2 separate regions of the Mus musculus genome follow, and region 2 is linked to region 1. Evidence: chromatin contacts called from public Hi-C data. All regions are on one chromosome and are shown on one strand. Each heading gives the region's core, a stretch centred on a gene start, on an enhancer-like site or on the middle of the called end of the contact. The rest is flanking DNA. Distances are from core to core; before and after follow the strand shown. Region 1 overlaps Gm41534 (a long non-coding RNA gene). Region 2 overlaps Gm41534 (a long non-coding RNA gene).

Region 1 (5,877 bases), core at 1,096-3,595:
GTGTGTGTATGTGTATGTGTATATATGAATGACAGAGAGACAGACAGAGACAGAGAGAAAGAAAGAAAGAAAGTATTTTTGTAACTCACCAGCTTAATGATATGTTCAGATGAATTCTTGCTAAGAGTTATAGGATAAAAAGGACAGGGCTCAAGAGTAAAATGTCTACATTCGTTATCTATTGGTCAAATCCAACCATTACAGAATTGATAGTATAATACAAGTATTTATGATATCAAAAAGTATAATATAAGTATTTCTGAAAATTTGAAGTGCTGGAGATACATGGTTCTGGTTCAAGTTCTTGTCTGAAGTTGTAATCATGTTCCATTTGTGGCTGCCCTTCACCACTGAGACTAGATCAGCTTCCTAGCTCTCTGTGGTCTTTTGTAGTTTGTAGATAGCAATCTTTACCAGGGAGGTCCATACAACTTTCAACTTCAGAAATGTAATCTAGGAAGTGACATATTTTCAGTAATCTCATGTGGTCCTGGTCACATAGATTTGGAATTTCCAGAAATACCACGTAAATGAACCACTACTTATCTGAAGAGGAGATGGAGACTGTTTTGAAAGCTGTTTACAACAAGAAGTGAGCCTTAGTTAAAAATGGTATTACTGCCTTTGTTTTTACACACATACAAATAGCAAATACATATAATGCAGTAAATTTAAGTTCTAAAAACAAAATAGAAATGTGTCTCAGTCTTCAGTATTATCAAATTATTATTGAGAGATCATCATTCAGTATGTAAATCATCGATGAGTGATCTGTGCTCAGTGCTCTCTAGAAAAATTTGAAAGACCAAGCAATGGGGCAGCACAGACCTGCCCATCATCTCTTTTCTCACCCATATTGCTATAGAATCATGAAAGGACTCTATCTAGCCAAGTTCAAAAATTAAATGATTTTTCAGAAAGTCTCAGTGCTCACCCTTGCACACTCTGTCCCCAGATGTCCTGTGACAGAAGGTTGACTTTCTCTTGAGTCTGTACCACAGCAGACTCTAAGCTGTCTTATGTGTGACTTTTCTCCAACTTTTATCCAGTAGTTGACATATATATAACTTCTTTTCCAGAAACTTTTCTTTACCATGAGAAAAATTGTTCACATACTCAAAGTAAAGAAAGAATAATTCAATCCCTATTTAAGCTCACTTTCATACATTAACTATAATAAATAATGAAAACAACATGCATGCTTTGCCACACAGTTTGTAGATAAAAACTGTTGTTAAATAGTTTATTCTTGGAAATTATAATTTAGATTCTTGCTATATTGGAGAAGTTATTAATATATATCTGTGCATGCATTAAATAACTGGAAAAAGAATAACCAGACTTAAATTTGGTTTTGTTTGCAGGAGTCTGCCTTATGTAATTTATGTTACTATAGATGCAGAATTCACTACCTTGGAACTCTCTTGTTACAGCATTCTTCTCAGAGTATGCTAAGAGTTATGAACCCCATGAAGTTTTAACAATGATACTAATAATATGTTGAATCATGAAAACACTGAGGATTTTCTTTTAATGAGCTGATAATACTTGTAGATCATTTGAAAATACAGTTTTCTGTTTGATTAATTTTACTTACAATATTTCCTCATGAGTTTAATCTTAAAATCAGTGTTTTTAAAAACTTAGTTTTTCTACATAATTTTCATTTGGAAAATGGTGACTATGTAGAAATGGTTGAGTAGCTCCTATGTTTTACATTCCTTTGAAAAGTAAACACAAGCTATAGCCCATCTTCCTAACGACCCAATGACCCCTACTTCCTGTGAAGCTCAGCTCAAGATTTATGGGTCGTTGGAGGATGAAGCAAAAAGCAATCGTATCAGCTTTAATGTGTCACTCTACAGCTGCCTCCATATTCAGCTCACACATCCAAAAGGACTCATAATTTTGAGATTAGCTAAGTCTATGAGATAATGCATCTGATTTCCTTAGCCATCTGTTTTGCGTTGCCAGGGAGTTATAAATGCTGGCCAATGCTTGTGCTCACTTCGGGATAGTATAATCAGTCTTTAGAGATTTGAGTGAAAAGTCTTGCAGCCCTGAGGAAAGATGACTTACTTATTCAGATAAATACAGACACAGGGAAAATAGGATGACTAAGTAAAACAAATGGGGTGTAAAGTCTGATGCAGAGAAGGCAGATTTCCCAGAAGGAGCCATATAGTTATAAAATAAGAACTTTTATTCTCACTTGAATGATAAAAAAATAAAGCACAGAAAACACAAGATCCTAACCAAAACAAAACACTCCAAATGAGACTTTTTGCAAGGTCACTGTGGATGTGAGCTGAAGTGAACTCAGAATGACATGACTGTGTTACTCATTAGAAAACCTCCCTGTGCACAGTGACTCATAGAAAATGTGTTACAAACATCCTACACTCTGGGAGTCTGAGTGTCTATATTATATAAAAACTGACTACATCAGAAGACAGAGATCCACAATGAGACAGAAAGATAGCTACTCGCAAGCAGAAGACACTGGTTCTTTTTAAATTACTATTGAGAGACTTGTGATAATGTGAGGCTACCTTCAGTGCACACCTTTACACACACTTTTACACACACACACACACACACACACACACACACACCCCACAAATGACCATGCTGATGGTTCAAATCACAGACACTTCTGTAACAGAGGTGAACAGAGCTCAAGGCTTAGAGTGCGTACAACACAAAGTATAGGCTCTGGCTGTCTGGATCAAGCTAGTATGGAGGTTGGAGAGGCAGGTGGAAGAAGAAGAGAGCAAAGAACCGGGGGGATCCGAGGAACTAGTACCATATCTGCAGTGTCTTTTTAAAAAATCTAAATCTTTCAGATTTTGGAAGCCACAAGGACTATAAAGATTCAATAAGAAGTAGACATATATTTATTAGATATGGTTTCTATTGGAGTATGTTAATAGGATCCAATGGCAGATTCTTTTAATGAAATAAAGGTTTTCAAGTATATGGAGAATGTTGCTGGTGCCCTCTGAGTAAACTGAACCTGTAAGATGTGTGATATTATTATACATGTATATGCAGTAACACATTTGTGTCTGTATGAATATACCTTCCATCAATATCTCTGACAATATGTTGATAGAAGAAATCTTTTCATAATGTATTGTACATAGTAGGGACTTGTGACTATATAAAAAATATATATACAATAGTATGCATTTAATTCCTATATAGAGTAAGATATAAATATAAGAACATGGGATATAACTTAATATTAGAATGCTTATGAAGCATATATGAGGAAACCCTGCATTCCATCCACATCCAAATATAGAACAAACCAAAAAAACAAAACTGCATACAAATTGAATCAATCTCAGTTGGTTTTTGTCAAACCTAAATATTTACAAGGATAACCTGATAGGTATAGACTGTCACTTGAATCAGAACTTCTTAGGTCTCATGTATGGAGGACTTGACTCTGTAGACCAAAATATAGGTAGGAAGTCATGGTTTGAAAAAAATTCTAGAAAGAGGTAATTCATCATTCTTGACCTTTCAGAATAACTGACTCCCTGCATCTTCTTTTGCCATAACACAGATCTCACATGCAGAGCTTATGCTCCAGACAGCTTGAATGTGAGAGCTATACCGAGGAAATGAAGCTCTCAAGTCTTGTGTTGAGAAAGGCACCTCATGGACTATTATCTAAATATCTGGGTGAAAGAAAGCAGTGTGGAGTGTCCTGGATCAGCACATCACACTCTTGAGACATGTCAGCTGTGTTTCAATTATGTCAGCAGTCCCAGTGTCTGGTCAAAAATTTGGTCATGAACAATTGCTTCACAAATGAAGGTATCATGCTTGTTCAGAATAGTGGCCATTTTATAATCGCCAAGCAACCAGTAAGAGAAGCCCTGAAGAAAATGAACTAAGTGAAGTATTAGCACTTGATACTTAGTACTTTCTTCTTCCTTTCTTTCTTCCTTCCTTCCTTTCTTCCTTCCTTCCTTCCTTCCTTCCTTCCTTCCTTCCTTCCTTCCTTCCTTCCTTCCTTTCTTTCTTTCTTTCTTTCTTTCTTTCTTTCTTTCTTTCTTTCTTTCTTTCTTTCTTTCTTTTTGAGTTTTTCATTAGATATTTTCTTCATTTACAATTCAAATGCTATCCCAAAAGTCCCTTATACCCTCTCCCCACCCTGCTCTCCAACCCACCCACTCCCACTTCCTGGCCCTGGTATTCCCCTGTATTGGAGTATATAAACTTTGCAAGACCAAGGGGCCTCTCTTCCCAATGATGGCCAATTAGACCATCTTCTGCTACATATGCAGCTAGAGACACGAGCTCAGGGAGGACTGGCTAGTTCATATTGCTGTTCCTCCTATAGGGTTGCAGACCCCCTCAGCTCCTTGGGTACTTTCTCTAGCTCCTCCATTGGGGGCATGTGTGCAAAATACCCATGTAAGGAGTTACAGAGACAAAGTTTGGAGATGAGACGGAAGGAACGACCATGCAGAGACTGCCCCATCCAGGGATCCATACCATAATCAACCACCAAATGCAGACACAATTGCATATGCCAGCAAGATTTTGCCAACAGGAGCCTGATATAGCTGACTCTTGTGAGACTATGCCAATGCCTGGCAAATACAGAAGTGGATGTTCAGAGTACTTTCTTATTGACTGGAGTTTTAACTAGCATTTAAAAGGTCAGGTACAGAAAAGGGAAGAGGCATATTTCAGTATTTAAACATATTGTGAACAAGTGTGGTTTTTCTTTGGAGTTCTTTAGATTTTTTTTTTTTTAAATCCAAGAAGTCACACACACAGACATAATACACCGGGATTTTTGGGTTTGGTTTTTTTTTTTTTTTTCTTTAAAATCAATGAGAGATTAATGTTACTTTCAAAGGATTCCCAGGAGCGGTTGCTGAGGTAAGTGGAACACAGAAGTTAGTCATTTCCCCTTGTTTGGTGATCGTCCTACTGAAAGGGGGGATGGGCAGATCCCTTGGGTTCTATGACTCAAGAGAAAAGATGATGGTTTACATAATTGAGTCACCACCTTACAGGTCTTAGGTCTAGGAATTCAAGGAGAGGGTAATCAATTATGAGAAAGAAGTTACCCGAGACAACATGAGATGAGTTGTTACTAACTATAGCTTGACAGTCTCTGGTACCTATTTCCTCTCAAAGGACATATTAAAGAAATTTTACTCTTCATATGCCCATGACTGTAGAATACTAAGATTGAGTTTTGTTGGTTTCTAAGAAGTTCTTTTCATTATATTATAGGCACTTCCTGCCCTTTTACTACTCTTAAGGAAAGTAAGACGATTGTTCTAAACCACTAACTGGTTTACCTTTAAGGAAGCTAGAATAGGAAACTGACCTGTACTTAAACTATTTTAAGAAATGCATTTTTATATTTTTGCCAGAAAATTATTCAATTGGGTAGCTACAGAAATTGTAGTGTTCTTAGACCAAAAAATAAAAAATACAATAATCTATAAATATTTAGTAAGAATTATAAGTGTATTACCAGACCCCATCACAATCTACCCATACTTTAGGCTCTCTCTCTCTCTCTCTCTCTCTCTCTCTCTCTCTCTCTCTCTCTGTGTGTGTGTGTGTGTGTGTGTGCACGCGCGTGCTATATAGACATTTATTTGCTTAGATGGTAATGTGAAGTTTTATGGTATTTCTCTTTGGATTTAGAGTTTGAATAAAACCAAAGGAAATGTTTTCTAATTGTCCACAATCCACAGGAAGCTCATGTCCCCAGTCTTGCTTATATCCCAGACTCTGATACACTATCTCCCCTTCTCTCTGTGGAGAGCAGGTGACATGTCATCCCTTGGAAATCTAGCTGTCACATGGGTAATGAAACCTGCTGAGAAATGCAGG
Region 2 (5,465 bases), core at 2,335-4,834, 140 kb after region 1:
GGGCTCTTCAGCTTGTTAACCTTTTTGAGTTCTGTGGGTTTTATCCCGGGTATTCTGTATTTTTTTGGCCAATATCCACTTATTAGTGATCACATATCATGCATATCCCTTTGAGTCTGGGTTACCTCCCTCAGGATGATATTTTCTAGTTTCATCCATTTGCCTGAAAAACTCAGTATGTCTTCATTCTTAATAGCTGAGTAGTATTCCATAGTGTAAATGAACTATATTTTCTGTATCCATTCTTCTGTCATGGGACATCTGGGTTGTTTCCAGCTTCTAGCTATCACAAACATGGTTGATATGAACATAGTAGAATACAGGCCTCTGTGACATGGTGGGGCATCTTTTGGGTATGTGCCCAAGAATGGTATAGCTGGATCTTCAGGTAGATCTATTTCCAGTTTTCTGAGGACTCTCCAGATTGATTTCCAGAGTGGTTGTACCAGTGTGGAATCCCACCAGCAATGGATGAGTATTTTTCTTTCTCCACATCCTCACTAACATGTGTTGTCACCTGAGGCTTTGATCAAAAATGGGTTATAGAACTAAACAGAGAATTCACACCAGAGGAATCTTGAATGGCTGAGAACCACTTAAAGAAATGTTCAAAGTCCTTAGCAATCAGGGAAATGCAAATCACAAGGACCCCAATATTCCACCTTACATCAGTCACAATGGCTAACATCAAAACCTCAGATGACAGCACATATTGGCAAAGATGTGAAGAAAAACGAACACGCCTCCATTGCTGGTAGGATTGCAAACTGATACAAACACTCTGAAAATCAGTCTGGAGATTACTCAAAAGACTGGAAACAAACCTAATTCTTTTCATGTAATAATATGTCATCAAAATTGTTGACCTAAAAATAGATCATGGGATTTATTATTTAGGTCATACAATAACAGCATTTTTACCATATTTAAAGAAATCCATTCAAGTAGATCATTATGATCTGCAATTCTAGTTTCTACAACAGTCTTTGCGTTATTCTCTGTGTTGAAGTTTCTCTCATTAGGTAGGAACTATTATCTTGACTTTACACCATAGAACTCATATACATGTTTTATTTTTGTCTGATAGATCTTGATTACTTCTCATTTTTATAGTTCATATCTTCATCTATGTGTCATTTCTTCCAAGACTGAATAAATGAATTTGAACAAATATATTTGAAAACAGAAAGTTCCATAAAATATAGATATAAATAAAGTGTGCAGACTAACAATTAGGAAAACCAATTTCAATAAGTTATATTGAGCATTATTTATAATTATAAATATATTACAAGGTTTCATTGTCTCAGCAGGAAAAATTTTACACTCTCAAAATAAGTGGTTTGATAGATTACTTGAATAGGTTTGAGCAGAGCTAAAAAACACAAAGAATGTGCAGAATAGTCCTGAACCTTAAGGGGGTGGAGTGGAATGGTCAGTGGATTCTACAAGCACTACTGCAGTGGAACAGACTAGGTAACTCCAGCTGTAGCCTTCATCATAGGACATCATTCACCTGGTGTCAATACTACAGGGATAGGGAGAGAAACAATGCTTGCCTTTCCTTACATATGTGTTTTGGGATGCTGCTATAACAAACGCACATAGTGGCTTACAGAATATACATTTATCTTATAATTCTGGGGAATAAACAATCTTGCATGGGTCTCACCAGACTAAAAAATTATAGCATCATACTATTATAATATATGAATTTTTATCTCTCTGATTTTTAATTTTTTTAAATTTTATTTTATATTTTATTGGATATTTTATTTATTAACATTTCAAATGTTATCCCATTTTCCCCATTTCCCCTCTGGAATCCCCCCTATTCCACTCCCCTCCCCCTACATCTATGAAGGTGCTCCTCCCCCCACCCACTCCTGCCTCCCTGCCCTGACATTCCCCTGCATTGGGACATCGAGCCTTCATACAACCAAGAGCCTCTCCTCCTGTTGATGCCTGACAAGGCCATCCTCTGCTACATATGTGCTGGAGCCATGGCTCCCCCCTCCCATGTGTACTTTTGGGTTGGTAGTTTAATCCCTGGGAGCTCTGGGGAGTATGGTTGGTTGATACTGCTGTTCTTCCTATGGGGTTGCAAACCCCTTCTGCTCCTTCAGTCATTTCTCTAGTTCCTTCATTGGGGACCCCGTGCTCAGCCCAATGATTGGCTATGAGCATCTGCTTCTGTACTTGTCAGGCTCTGGCAGAGACTCTCAAGAGACAGCTATATCAGGATCCTGTCAGCAAGTACTTCTTGGCATCCACAATAGCATATGAGTTTCGTGTCTGTATATGGGATGGATCCCCAGGTGGGGCAGTCTCTGGATGGCCTTCCCTTCAGTCTGATTTCTAACCTCATGTCACTTCCTCTTTCATTTTCTCATTCTGAGTTTGACTTTTCCATATTCCTCTTGACAAGAACCTTGTGAGCATATTAAAACTAGGGAGAAAGTACAGAATAATACTCTTTCTGAAGAATCTGTCACTTAAGTCATATCTTCAATGTTTTTCTGAACATGCATGGCACAAAATCCACTAGTTCTGGGATTTGGAAGCAAATATCTTTGAAAAGCCCATATTTTAAAGGTCATGTTCTCATTACACTTTCTCTTCTGGAATGAGCTGGTGGTATTTGGCCTAGAAATAGAGGGGCAAATGAAACCTTATATGTTGTCTTTATAGGTCAACCCTCCTGACTACAAAGATTGATAGATTTAGAGGAACTGTCATAGATAGAAGCTGTTATGTAGGAATCAACACTGTTATTATGTACCATATTAGTTCTATCCTACCAATTTCACAACTTAAATAATCCCTTTGGTTTATAAGTTTAATTAGTTTGATAACTGCCATGATTCTACTATACAAAATTTTTAAATTAAATGTGATTGTCAAATCTAAAAATAAGGATGAACAAGTTTATAGAAATGTCGGTTTATCAGATTTACTGAAAATTTGTTTCTCTCAAAATCTTTTTATGTCTAGGAAAACAGAAAAAAGGGTAATTTTTCATGATAGAATTCTCAGGATTCACATGTTTTAAAGTAAATAATGCTTTAGATAGTTAAAATAAGCATGATAACTATACATTTTTATGATTGTGCAGATGCTTTAATTATTTTTATCTAAAATAATTGCAATTATGTCATTGGGTTTTAGGACTCTATTTTAATTTTAAGTCAATATTTTCATATTGAAGTGAAAATTACAAGACCAAGTAAATATAAAGCATCTTTAAGGCATATGAAAATAATTTAAATCTATTAAATATGTGGGAGGATATTTTAGAAAAGAATAATATGAAATAGAAACATTTTTTATCCTGATACTATACCATAAGAGACAAAGCTCTGATTATGCAGTTAAAGTGGTACTCGTAAGCATTATGAATTAAACAGGAGAGCTATAGAGAGTGTAGCTTCTTTTTGCTTTAGAATCTTTGTTTCGAAGGGCTCTTGGTTTATAGGATAATAGCTGTTATCTCATAGATTGTGGCCCATGCCCCAGAGGATGTTTGTGAAATATGTTACTGTGGTCATGAGTCATCCTAGCTACTGCCAATATCTCTTCATTTTGTGGAGTTAGAGGAAGGTGACTCAGTTAAGTCAATGTAATGGATGCAACACATTGTGAAGGATCTGTCATATGCATCCCGTATTGAAGGCTTTCTTTTTCTGAGGGCTGCTGTTTCTTTTTGTAGTATATTTCCCAAGAATGTAGAGATCTTTCATGAAAATATGTATTCACACATATTACTTATGTTCCCCGGAAGGTGGTAGATATTCATTTCAGGCATTGAAGCATTTAACCATGTTTGATTGTATAAGTGGGCCCGTTAGTGCAATCAAGAAGCAACTTCCTGAATTAACATTTCCTCAAGACACACATATTCTGCAAGGCAAACTATCCTAGGAATCATTAAGATGAACCTTGCTCCCAGATTTCTCGTTATAGGCTTTTCCTCTTGTTTCTCTTATCTTTCTTTTAATTTACTTATGTTTAATAGATAGCAATTAAAGCTTTTGTTCACATTTAAGAATTAGCAAAATTATATACCTCTCATCCTAATGCAGAAAAAGAGTAAGGTTATCTTGGTTTTGTTTGTTTATATGTTTGTTTGTTTTTTCTAAATATTTCCCAAATCATTCTTAGTTTTCTACCATTTACCTCATTCTCATGTATTTAAGTATAAGAAGGAACTATATAATGTTAGGCATGGTAGCACACACTTTTAATCCCAGTATTCAGGAGGCTGAGACAGCTGAATTGTACGAGTCCCAGCCTAGTCTATATAACAAGTTTCAGAACAGCCAATACTATTTAATATTGAGACCTAGTCTCAGAGAGAGAGAGAGAGAGAATTGTATAATCATCACACATATTAGAATTGAAAAACTGTTAATATGTGCATGTAAATCCATTTGACATCATTTCACTTTAAAGAATTATTTATCTAAGATTGTTACAATTATTGAACATTAAAGGCAGAAAAAGAAGAGTTTTTCCTCTTTCATCTATTTACTCAATAAACATTATCAAACAGGCACTATGAGCTTGTATTGTAGCATGATTGGCTATGTCTGTTCCTCTCTCTCTCTCTCTCTCTCTCTCTCTCTCTCTCTCTCTCAATCTCTGTGTGTGTGTGTGTGCATAGACTGTAGTTTTAATACATATTTAAGTTTGTGAAAAGTTGTGTTTATTGATATATCAATGACACAAATATACTAAGTAGTATGTATTTTTGATACTCAAAATTGATGCTAGGTTTAATTCGAGTTTAATAATCACAGATTGTACAAGTGAGGAGATATGAAATTTGATATTAGGAAATAGCACTTTTTACAGAGATAATCATAGCCTAGTATGAGAAGATAATCATAGCCTAGGATGAGTTGCACAAAGTAGTGATCCGTGAACGTAATTTCTGGAAAAGAAAGACCATTCTCCATATATTTTCAAAGAAATTAATGCCGAAAGGGAAAGGGAAAGAGTGACAAAATTGAGGAAGGATATTGCTTGTCCAAATACTAGAGTACTATAATTTGATGGCAGTCTATATTTGAACAGCTATGACAAACATGACTGGAGTATAATAATACACAGTTGGAGTGTAATAGAAAATGGACATGTGCCAAGTTCATTGTTGAAGATTTTAAAGCAGAAAGATAATAATATATTTACAATTTCATCAGAGTATGTGACTTTCCTTATGCTATATTTTTTCTTGTATCATTATGGTTTTCTCACAGTAATATGATAAACAAAAGGAAGAATTGCTAAATCACCAGGAAGCTCATTAAGAATGATTTAATTGAAATTAAATTTTAGACCACTTAATTAATATCAATTAGCCTTTCCACTTCAATCATAATTTATCATGTTTTCCCACAGTCTATATTTGGACAGCTATGACAAACATGACTGGAGCAGCTCAATATTCTGTATGAATCTAACAG

Evidence for each region. Hi-C and Micro-C count contacts between places; a contact is called where the count stands out from the background.
Region 2: a Hi-C map of adipose-derived mesenchymal stem cells shows a contact between it and region 1, with 2.5 times the contacts expected there. The contact joins two enhancer-like sites. A contact is called at or near these places in 2 of 484 Hi-C or Micro-C datasets (adipose-derived mesenchymal stem cells and granulosa cells).

The regions. Positions count from the first base shown.
Region 1 is chr17:16,337,991-16,343,867 of GRCm38.p6, forward strand. The region is part of intron 2 of Gm41534 (a long non-coding RNA gene); the gene reads left to right. Among named protein-coding and RNA genes, the nearest start is that of Gm41534, 110 kb to the left of the region's middle. Within about 2 kb of position 2,346, at least 51 of the 459 cell types and tissues checked have an H3K27ac peak or open chromatin away from gene starts, as enhancers often do. A contact at or near this core is called in adipose-derived mesenchymal stem cells, where this site is marked.
Region 2 is chr17:16,478,382-16,483,846 of GRCm38.p6, forward strand. All of the region lies in intron 3 of Gm41534 (a long non-coding RNA gene), which reads left to right. Among named protein-coding and RNA genes, the nearest start is that of Gm41534, 250 kb to the left of the region's middle. Within about 2 kb of position 3,585, at least 21 of the 459 cell types and tissues checked have an H3K27ac peak or open chromatin away from gene starts, as enhancers often do. A contact at or near this core is called in adipose-derived mesenchymal stem cells, where this site is marked.